2 separate regions of the Mus musculus genome follow, and region 2 is linked to region 1. A link is a contact called in public HiChIP or PLAC-seq data. All regions are on one chromosome and are shown on one strand. Each heading gives the region's core, a stretch centred on a gene start, on an enhancer-like site or on the middle of the called end of the contact. The rest is flanking DNA. Distances are from core to core; before and after follow the strand shown. Region 1 overlaps Cmah (cytidine monophospho-N-acetylneuraminic acid hydroxylase). Region 2 has its middle 27 kb from the start of Ripor2.

Region 1 (5,368 bases), core at 471-2,970:
GTCTGAATAATGCTGTCCTTTGACATGCAGAATCTTTTCAGTTTCACAAGGTCCAATTAATTAATTGTGGATCTTAGTGACCATGTTAATAGTGTTCTGTTCAGAAAGTCTTTTTCTGTGCCAAAGAGTTCAGGGCTATTTCCCACTTTCTCTTCTATCAGGTTCAGTGTATTTGATTTTATGTTGAAGCCTTTGATCCATTTGGAGTTGAGTTTTGTGTGAGGTGACAGGTATGGATCTATTTGGATCTTCTAGATGCGGCTGCCCAGGTTAACTAGCACCATTTGTTGAAGATGCTGTTTATTTTGTCTCCATTGTGTATTTCTGGACTTCTTTATAGGTGAACACATGAATTCTTTAATAGCACAAGTTGTCTTTGAGTTTCAGCATAGACTTTCTAAGCACTACTATGTACTAGCAACCTGATTTCCCTTTAGTAATCTGAATCTGTCATCCCGGCGACTTGTCATTGTCTTTCTGTGCCCTTCACTTCAGTAGTAGGAGGAAACCCAATAGTTGTTGTTGGCACTCCTGGCCTCCAACCAGCAGAACTCAGCATCATGGAAGGAGATGAAGAATCCTGCAACTGTTAGATAAGAGAATGAGCAGAATTATCCTCCTCTAGAAAGCCAGACTGGCAGGAGGAATGACATCATACATTGCCTGTCATATACGTTTACTAGTGGCTGTCTGTGAGAGCATATTCTTCTAGACTATTATACCCTAACTGGTACATTTAAAACTTGAGTTTTGGTTAGCCCATTCCTAGCCTGTTACCTGGGATCCCCTTGTTTTCTAGGACATGGGTCAATCCAGTGAGATTGAGCAGGTGTCGTGGCACACACCTGTGGTCCTAGCAGTTGGGAGAAGCTGTCTTGGCACACACCTGTAGTCCTAGTAGTTGGGAGAAGCTGTCGTGGCACACACCTGTGGTCCTAGCAGTTGGGAGAAGCTGTCGTGGCACACACCTGCAGTCCTAGCAGTTGGGAGAAGCTGTCGTGGCACACACCTGTGGTCCTAGCAGTTGGGAGAAGAAGGAGAATTGAGAGTTCAAAGTGATTCTTGGCTACATAGCAAGTTGGAGGCCAACCTAAACTATGTGAGCCCTGCATCAAAGTGAACCCTGCCTCAAAACAGTGCTGATAAAAACCAGTGCACTCCACAAGGATGTGCTGTGAAGCAAAAATCCATGGACTACCACGAAGATTGTATTACCATGGTGTCACCGTGACAAAATATCTGACAGAGGAAACTTAAGGAAGGGCTTATTGGGGTTCGTTCATCCTTTGAGGGTATAGTCCATCATGATGGTGAAGGCATGGTAGCAAGAGAGAAAAAGAGTGGGGGGAGGGGGATGGTGGTACTCAAATCACTTTTACTCTCTCCAGAATCTCAGCCCATGAGAGTACAACCCAAGTTCAACGTAAATCTTTCCTTGCAGTTAAACCTCTCTGAGAATGCTTACACACACACACACACACACACACACACACACCTCAGTTTGTTTCCTAGATGACTGTAGATCCATTGAGTTGACAATGGTGAGGAAGCAACACAGGATAGTGGTGTTGTGTGATACGTCCCAACTCTGAGAGCAGATCCAAATTTGGACTAGAATTAATTTTGATGAGGAAGAAACACTCCCCTTTCTGTGGTACAAGAGTCCCATTATAATCTGGGCTGCCACTAGGTGGCAATGGTTCTGTACTAAGGACTCAGCTGACCTCTGTTCTTGACATATGGGTCATCTGATCATTCTTTAAAGAGGGGAGTCACGCTAGCCACCTCAGCCACTAGTACCCCTTTGTATTTAAGGGGGAAAGGCTGATGTAGAGAATGGCCCCTTGTTCATCAGCAGTGGCTGTCTTTTGGGAAGTGTATTAGTTATTTTTTCGCCTCTGTGATTAACAACTCAACAGCACAAGGGTTTATTTTGGTTCCAGGTTTGAGGTTTATAGTAGCAGGAAAGGCAAAATGGCAGAATTGTCTTTGGTGAGGGTGCCATGTAGAGCTTGATACAACTGTGTGCCCACATCTGGGCAGATCAGGAAGCAGAGAGTTGGGTGGACTTCTGCTTAGTTTCCTTCCTCCTCTTCAATTTTAGCTCATGGGGTGGAGTCATTCACATGCAGGGCGGGTCTTCTTGTCTCTGTAATCTTTGGACAAGCTCTCACAAATGTTCCCAGAAGTAAGTCTCCCAGGGTATTCTAAGGTCAGTCAAGCTGACAACAAAGATGAATTACTTAGAATCCAGATACACACTGGCTGTGAGTTTCCTAATACTGTTCTCCATCCAAGAGTAGACGTGTTCCTACTGAAACACGTCAGAAACAAGGCAAGCATGCCAGCAATCAACAGTGGGGCCCCAAAGGGGGAGAGAAAATGTCTTCTCTCAGAAGCCTTGAACCTGCCTGCCAGAACCATTTGCGAGAAAAGGAAGGGTGAAGCCTTTTTCCACTTCCTGAGTTCCCATCTGTCAATGTTCATGGAGTGTTAACCTCTCCTCCTTTTGTGTTGTTTGTGTGATGTTGCTGAGCCAATCCTCAGGGCACAGATGCACCATCAGATGGCACCTGAATGAGATTGGGTAAAGAAGTCAGAAGTGCTGAAGAGCTCCCAGCATAGAGTGTACACCAGGACAGGGGTTGCACCTTAGTGGCAGAGAACTTGTTTATCAAGAGCAAGGTCATAGTCTCAATTCCTAAAACTGCAAATAAGCATTATTGTCAGACAGCTGTAAGAGAGAAAATACTGTCTGATTTGCATAAATATGATTATTTATATAGAAAATCAAAGGGATATCACAATGTAAAGTAATTGATAAGATTGCAACAACCTTTCCAGACTGAAAAATATATGAAGTCCACACTGTATCTGCAAACTCTTTAGAAAAAGCATTAGAGCTGGGCCATGGTGGTGCATGCCTTTAATCCCAGCACTCAGGAGGCAGAGGCAGATCTCTGTGAGTTCAAGTCCAGCCTGGTCTGCAGAGTGAGTCCTAGGAAAGCCAAGGCTACACTGAGAAACCAAAGGAAAGAGAAAGGGGTCAGGGAGGGAGATAAAAGGCAATAGAAAAAAATTCCTGTGTCTGAAACAAAGATGTTAAAATATGATAAAATTCAATGGAGACTTAGAGCTGTTTGCGATGGTGGTTTCTCCGTTCTCTGTGTGTAGTACATTATTTTGTTGTTGTTGTTATTTACGTATATGGGGGAGTATATGTATACTTGTATGTTCAGATACCTTTGGAGCATCAAATCCCTTGGAGCTAGAGGTATAGGCATTTGTGAGCTGCCAGATGTGGGTGCTGGAATCTAAATTCTGGTCCTCATGACATAATAGCATCTTAACCACTGGGCCATCTCTCATTAGTATCCATAAAAAGTGCTTTTGTAAAGGGTATTTTTAAAGGCTTATTTTATTTTTACTTATGCATATACGTATATCTGTGTGGGGTATACGCATATGCCCAAGGAGGCTCATTATTGGGCTCCCCTGGATCCAGAATGACAGGTGACAGTAAGCTCCCAACCTGAATGCTGGGAACTGAACTCCACCCAGTCTTCTGCAAGAGCAGAATACACAGTTAACTACTAAGTGCTCTCTCCAGCCATATAAAACCATTTTTAAGCAATTAAGCTAGAATTTAATATGAATCAATCAGCATCCTGACTTTATTTTCTGTGGGAACTTTAGCTTTGCTCTCCCTTGGATTGTTGCCCTTGTTATCTGGTCAGTGTTTATGGTTCTAACAGGACTGCCAATAGCACTGGGAACTCTCCTGGAAACAAACCAAATACTCAATGAAAGGGAGTCACAAATGGAAGACTAGATACCTATTTCAGTGTTGTGCCTGACTTGTGAATCCTAAAAGGCCACCAAGGAGTCAATTCTGATGCAATCCCAGTAGGGTCTCAAGCTTGAGCCACACAGCTGTCTCTGACACAGCAGAAATGGAGGGTGAAGCCTCAAGCTCTCACCAGGACAAGGTTTTATAGGAAATGGCAAGCAATTGAGGGGGTTTCTAGCCTGGCACACATGTAACTTTAAGTTTTTCAAACCTTATTTTTAATAATGGTTCTTAAACACTTTAACATCCCCTTTAGCCCACCACCCACCAGAGGTAGTGGGAAAGAAAGGATGGGGGTTGGGAGTATGGACCTGTTTAGAAAGGTTCCTTAGGGCAACTCCTATCAGCAGCTTCCAGGTTAGCAACGGCAGCTCGATCCACTCGAAAACATTTCACAGATATGCCAGCAGCACAGTTTCATTTGAGTCGTGATAGCAAACATGAATCAGCAACAGTGGTACTACTTAGCAGAGACAGCCAGGCCTCAGCCTCAGCTCAAGTCAGCAGGAGGGACCATGAGGGACACCAGAAGTTCTCTGCTGTGCCTTTCTTGGGGAAGTTAAGATCAGCAAAGATACAAGACCCACAAGCATTGAACAGCGAGCTCTATAAGCAAACCAAGCTCTGTCTTCTTCACTGTCCATCGAGTCCTATTTATACCCTCCAGGCATCATGTGCCCTCTGCAGGTCTTACCTCAGCACGTGTATCTAATCAGCATGAGTTTGTGGAGTCTTGACAAATGCAGCTCAACTATGCAATGTAAGGCAAACTAATACATATGTGTTGTTAGCAAAGAATCTTTTATCATGTGCTCTTTCATGTTCTTGCTTTAGCAGAATACCCTTTCTCCTGGGTCAGCTTCAGTGAAATGTTCCGTCGTGAGTGTGCCTCAGTCTTTCACCTGTGTTCACTTCAGGAAAACACTCCATCACTTGTTTGCCCCAGCAAAACACCATCCAACACAACTGACTTGCCAAAGAACCCTTAAAGTTTCTACTACTCACACAGCTGACTGGGGGCTATTATGGAATTTTGTTGCCCTTTAAAATAATTGGCTGGTGCTGGGAGTCAAACTATAAACTTAATTTCTGCTTTCCTCCTGATTGGGGGTTCTTAGGAAGTGAAGTGACAGGGGCAGCTTGTAACCTGGAGGTCCAGGCTTGTTGGGGAGTGACCTGGAAACTGGTGCTAGAGAGTTCAACTTTAAGTCAGATTGTCTAAGATGGAGTCTGAACACAAGATCTGGTTGCTGTCCAGACAAGTGCATTCTCACATACACCAGCCTTTGTTGTGGATGTGAGACAAACCTTTCTCCCCAATTTAAAGCTGATAAAAAGCTAGAGCCTGTGATTGGGCAGTAGAGAGAGAAAAATGCAGGACTTGAGGATTGAGTGAGAGGTCTCAGGAGAGACCGGGGGAAGAACAAGGAGAATAGGACAGAGGGAGAAGGAGGCCTCCATGAGTCCAGATGGAGCATGAGCATGTGCCAGGAGAAGTGCACCTTGAAGACAGGCTGA
Region 2 (5,524 bases), core at 1,058-3,557, 270 kb after region 1:
ACCTCAGAGCTTCCCACTGCACCTAAGCTCTGGTAGATAGATCATTATTATTTTTCAAATGAATGAATGAATGAATGAGTGAATGAATGAATGAATGAATGAGTGAATGCAAGAAGGAAGCAGTTTCTCAGGGCAAGAAGCAGGCCTTGCACAATTGCCATCAGACTTACATAACAGGAAGAATATAGAGTACCCAAATGTTGCCCATCCCTGAGCTTATGTGAAGGTCTACAGTGAGACTTAGCCCACGTGTGACCAATCAGCCTTTGGTCCAAGTGACTGAGGTGCATCCTCACATTGATTGGAAGCAAATTATGTTATTCTCCTCTTAAACTGCTTTTACTGCTGTCTGCCTCACTGAGAAACTTGGGCTTCACTTTCCCTTTCAGATGTACCCCTTCCTTCTTAGTCACAGCTCCCTCTGCACAAAGAAGTGACGAATGTCTGAGACGATAAAGGGCAATTACTTCAATCTGATCACTGCACGTTGGATACATGTATTTAAATGTCACTGTGCACTCCATAAAATACATAATTGCAATATGTCAAGTATGATAAAAAGTGTATTGCAAAATAAGAGTGATTAGCACTGTGGGTTGGGGATATGGTTCTGAGCAGCTAAAATGCTTACCACGCAAGCATGGGGGCCAGCGTACAGCTCCCTAAACCCTCGCAACTGGGTTTCCGACCTGAAAAGGCAAACACGTGGGATCCCCAGGGAAAGGTGGCTAGAGAGACTAACCATGTAACTGAGAGATGCTAGCTTACAAGAAAAAGTGGAAGATTTCTAACATCAAATTTAGGTTTCCAAACATGTACACACACACTCACCACAGGAAAAAAATGAAAAACATAAAATAAATAAATAATGTCAGTTTGGGTCCTCAACCTGTCACAGTCTAGAATCACCTGGGAAGAGAGCCCCAATGCAGCGCTGTCTAGATCGGGTTGGCCCATGGTCATGCCTGTGACGTTTCTTCCTGATTGTGTTAAGTTAGGTGGGAAGGCCCACCGCTATAGGAGGAGCTGTTCCTTTGGTTTGAGTCTTGGACTGTGTACAGGTGGAGAGGAAGAAGCCTGAACAAAAGCAAGCATACATGCCCTCATTCTCTCTTTGCTCTTCGCAGTGGCTGTGAAGTCCAGCCTTGACTTCCTGGAGATGATGGCCTGCATGCATAATGATCCTTCCTCCCTTAGGGCTACTTTTGTCGAGTGTTCAACAGAAACAAGCACACTCCTGAATCTCTCTCCTTCCCCTCTCCCTGTCCCTTCCTCTCTGCTTCCTGGGCCACTGAGATGTGAACAAGCAGCTGCCTCATACTCATGCTGCCTTGCAGCCAGTGATCCCCATACCCTCCCTGTTGTGATGAACTATAGCTCACAAACCATGAACCATGCCTCCCCTCTCTGACTTTGCCTTTTATCTGGTATTTGGTCACAGCAATGAAAAAAAATGTAACTAATTCGGGGGTTCATGAAAGAGATAGCTCTTGAACTAAGCTCCGAAGATAAGTAGACATTTTCCAAGTTGGGAGACCAGATAGGAGGGGCCTTCTGGGTAAGGAAGCCATGTAAGCAAAGACTTGCAATGGGGAGCTGAAAACAAAGCCCATTACCCTTATTCCTTACAGATATTCTGGTCAGCATGGTGTAGTATTGAAGGATGTGGACTCTGAGGCCTGGGTCAAATGTCAGCCTCTCTGCCACTTACCAGACTCAAGATTTGGGCAAGCCACTTTACTCTTTGAACCTTAAATTGCAGATACTAATTATACCTGTGTATAGGCTTGGTGTAAAAATTCAGTAAGCCAATAAGTTTAGAGCTATATGCAGCATTGTATATATGTTAGCTTTTACTTACACATGTTCTTTTTCCATTCTGCCCACTTGGGGATTTTTATATAAATTCAATCATACTATTTGTGTTGTATAAGATTTCTTAGTTTGTGTAATATTCAGGAAATTCTTACATATAAATGCATTATCTAATTCCATTAACTTTTCTCCTCACCTAACCATCAAACATGCACAGCTTCTTTCTCAGGTGATTGTAAAATCTGGAGACAAAGGCTGTGTTTTCTGTATCTCTGCGTTCAAGAGAGTCTTCGCAGCTTCTGCCCTGATTTTGTTAGTTATTTTTAAGACATCTCAATTGGAGCGAAGGAGACTAGAGGAGAGATGATTTGGATATAAAATATCTCCCATGGGCTCATGTGTTTGAGTAGTTGGTCTCCATCTGGTAACACCATTTGGGGGGATTGTGAGACCTTTAGGAAGTGTGTCTTCAGAGGAAGACGTGGATCAGTGAGTCCGGTTATGAGATATACACCAGCTGTTCCCTCTGCTTCCTCACAGCTGATACTATTACTCTCTCACTGCTGATACATCATTCTCAGCTGCCACAAATATAAGCCATTCCCAACCACAGCTTCCGTCCTCCTCTGGGATGAACTGTATCCTCTTGAACTGTGAGAGCCAAAAATGGAAATTTCCTCCTTCACCGTGTTTCTGTCCTTGTCTCTGTCTGATATCACATTCTATTATGGCAGCAAAAAAAGTAACTGATCCGAGTACTGAGGGTTACTGAGACTTTATATAGGGCATGTGTCTTAGTCACTGTTCTACTGCTGTGAAGAGACACCATGCCCACGGCAACTCTTATAAAAGAAAGCATTTCCTCGAGGCTGGCTTACAGTTTCAGAGATTTACTCCATTATTATCATGGCAGGAAGCATGGGGGCTGGAGAGGTAGCTGAGAGTTCTGTATCAAGATCTACAAGCAGCAGGAAGAGAGAGACACTGGGCCTGGCCTAGGCTTTTGAAACTTCAAAGCCTGCTCTCTAATCCTTTCAAATAATGCTGTGCCCTGAGCATTCAAATAGATGAGCTTATGGGAGCCTTCTTACCAAAACCATCACAGCGTAGGGAAGGTGCATTCTCCATCCCCATAGGGACTTTGAAATGTGCTCTAAGATGCCCCATGGGGCTTTTAGATGGGATGATTAGAACAGAAACTTACTGTGCACTGTTGTCTTCGAGTTTTATTTCTGTGAAGAGACACCATGATCACAGCAACACTTCTAAAAGAAAACTTAACTGGGGCTGGCTTACAGTTCAGAAATTCCTCAGCCCATTATCCTCATGGCGTAAAGCATGGTGGCATACAGGCAGATGTGGAGCTGTGTAGTTAAGAGTTCTACATCTGGATTGGTAGGCAGTAGGAAGAGACAGACACACTAGGCCTGCCTTGGACCTTTGAGACCTAAAAACCCACCCCAGTGACACACTTCATCCCACAAATTCATACCTACTCCATCAAGGCCACACTTCCCGTGGGACTATTGGGGTCATTTGTATTCAAACTACTACAACTTGTGTGGTCCTGATTTAAATTATTCTATTTAATCCTCAAAACTAGCCAAACCCGTGAGCACAGTTGTTTGCTGGGCCTGTCATGACAGTATACCATGAACTAGGTGGTTTTCAACAGTGATACTCACTGCTGCATAGTTCTAGAGCCTGGAAACCAGAGGTCAAGTGTCGTTAGAGATGATTCCTTCTAAGGGATGAGAGAGAAAGCCCACTCATGTCTCTTCTCGTGCTTTATTGGCCGTCTATGGTATTGTTCATAGATCTCTGCCTTTGTCCTCAAGTGGTGCACTCTTCTTCCCATGTCTCTCTTTAAATGTCCTCATTTTATAAGAGACCTGTTCATATTGGATTAAGGATCCCTGTTCCATTATGATAATGAGCTCAGGATCCCCCTACTGCATTGTGATGATGTGTGCTCATGTTCACCACTTATAGTCATCACAAGCCCTATTCCCAAATAAGGTCACATGACGACTCCAGCGCCTGGTTCTGCAGGGACACAGTTTCACTTATTCAGAGGTAGGGAAACAGACCTGAAAAGGTTACATTGACACAGATGGTTGTGACCGAACACCTGGCAAAAAGCAATTGAAGGAAGGAAGGAAGGACGGAAGGTTGGCTATTTGGCTAAAGGGTTTTAGGGTCTAGTCCACCGTGGCTGGGAAGCACAGCAATGGAAACGCGAGGCAGCTGGTCACATTGTGTCTGTAGTCAGGAAGCTGGGAGATGAATGCTGGTGTGCACTCTCTCTCTCCTTTTCATTCAGCCCACTGGATGGTGGTCGGTGGGACACACTTGACGAGGCTACGAACACAGGGCGATGGCTGAGAACGACTCGGCTCCCATCCTCTCTTTTGTCTCAACTGCGCAAGATAAAACTCTATACCACAGCCAGGTTCTGACATCTGGACCTAATTCACTCAGCTTATGCTATTAATTCACCAGAAATAGCATTTTCATAGGAACTGGGGTAAGGAGGTGGGTGGCCAGAAGCAACGGAGATCTAGGGCAAGCTGTCTGCCTCTTGCTATTTTTCGAGTGAACACTACTGGCTTTTGGGACAAGACAGTTCCTCCTACCCTAATGGGCAGTTCCTGTCCATTTGCAGGAAGCGTCCTGCCCTAAGGGGCAAGACCCATGTACCATAAATGATCCCCAGCCATTGCTCAATCCCAGCACACAGCATTTCTAGGCTTTCCCTGAAGGGCAGTCTCTGCCCTGGTTGAGATGGCCGGTGATCCCAGCAGGACTCAGCATGTCCCTACTTTTGGGGGAACCTCCCCATAGGAACTGGTTCATAGATAGACCCTCGATAGTGCTGCTGGTCCATCCTCAACGACTCTTGACCCCTGGGTTAACTGCTTGACTTGCTTAGCCCTACCATCAAGATTCCCCTTGGGAAACAATTGGCATAATTCCAAGGCAGTTACAGAAGGAAGGAACGGGCTCTCAGCGCAAAGGTAACACTGGGAGTCTTCAAAAACACACAGTAAACAAGACTAAAAATAAACACTTGGGGTGAACCACAGCTCCTCAACTGACACCTTCCTTCATTTGCATCTTCTGCCTCTAGAAAAGCCCCAGATGGGGTTGTAGTATCTATCTGTCACACACTGGTGGAATCTGTTGGGTAGTTCTGGGTGGTGGTGCAAACCACTGGTGGTCACGTGAAAGCTGGGCTTTAACTCCTCCCTTTTGGAGGGACTGCTGCTGGGTTGGGTTGTTTTTTGTTTGTTTGTTTGTTTTTTAAGCTACATTTTCTTTGTTCTCCTTCTTCTTCTTCTTCTTCTTCTTCTTCTTCTTCTTCTTCTTCTTCTTCTTCTTCTTCTTCTTCTTCTTCTTCTTCTCCTTCTTCTTCTTCTTCTTCTTCTTCTTCTTCTTCTTCCTCCTCTTTACTGATGAAAGTCCTAAGTATCAGAATGAGTAAATGTTATGCAATGGACATTGTCAGACACAGACCTATTATCTGCTCACTGATGTGGGTTGGTTAGAACTAGGAAAAGCCCGGGTGAATGCTACAGTTGCTTTAAGTGTTACTCTAAAGTTGCCCTCAAATGAAAGAGGTTTACAAAGGAGGAAAACGCAACTGTTGCTAAGGGAAACAAACAAAAAAAAAAAAAAAAAAGCTCATGTCTTCCAAATGCAGGCTTTG

The links. HiChIP or PLAC-seq counts read pairs in DNA pulled down with a chosen protein or histone mark.
Region 2: an H3K27ac HiChIP or PLAC-seq map of large pre-B cells shows a contact between it and region 1, with 2.8 times the contacts expected there. The contact joins two enhancer-like sites. A contact is called at or near these places in 3 of 39 promoter capture datasets (hematopoietic stem and progenitor cells, liver and pre-B cells), 2 of 15 datasets of contacts at CTCF or cohesin (CD8 T cells and large pre-B cells), 5 of 484 Hi-C or Micro-C datasets (B cells, the G1E-ER4 cell line, embryonic stem cells and 2 more), 3 of 115 datasets of contacts at active chromatin or transcription factors (large pre-B cells, memory CD8 T cells and pro-B cells) and 2 of 9 other capture datasets (adipose tissue and liver).

Annotation. Positions count from the first base shown.
Region 1 is chr13:24,336,366-24,341,733 of GRCm38.p6, forward strand. The region is part of intron 1 of Cmah (cytidine monophospho-N-acetylneuraminic acid hydroxylase); the gene reads left to right. Gm11342 (predicted gene 11342) reads right to left here. Exons shown (of 4, transcript NR_167750.1): 3 at 887-1,017; 4 at 334-586. Among named protein-coding and RNA genes, the nearest start is that of Cmah, 12 kb to the left of the region's middle. Within about 2 kb of position 1,721, at least 98 of the 459 cell types and tissues checked have an H3K27ac peak or open chromatin away from gene starts, as enhancers often do.
Region 2 is chr13:24,608,679-24,614,202 of GRCm38.p6, forward strand. It overlaps a transcript of Ripor2 not described here. Among named protein-coding and RNA genes, the nearest start is that of Ripor2, 27 kb to the right of the region's middle. Within about 2 kb of position 2,308, at least 4 of the 459 cell types and tissues checked have an H3K27ac peak or open chromatin away from gene starts, as enhancers often do.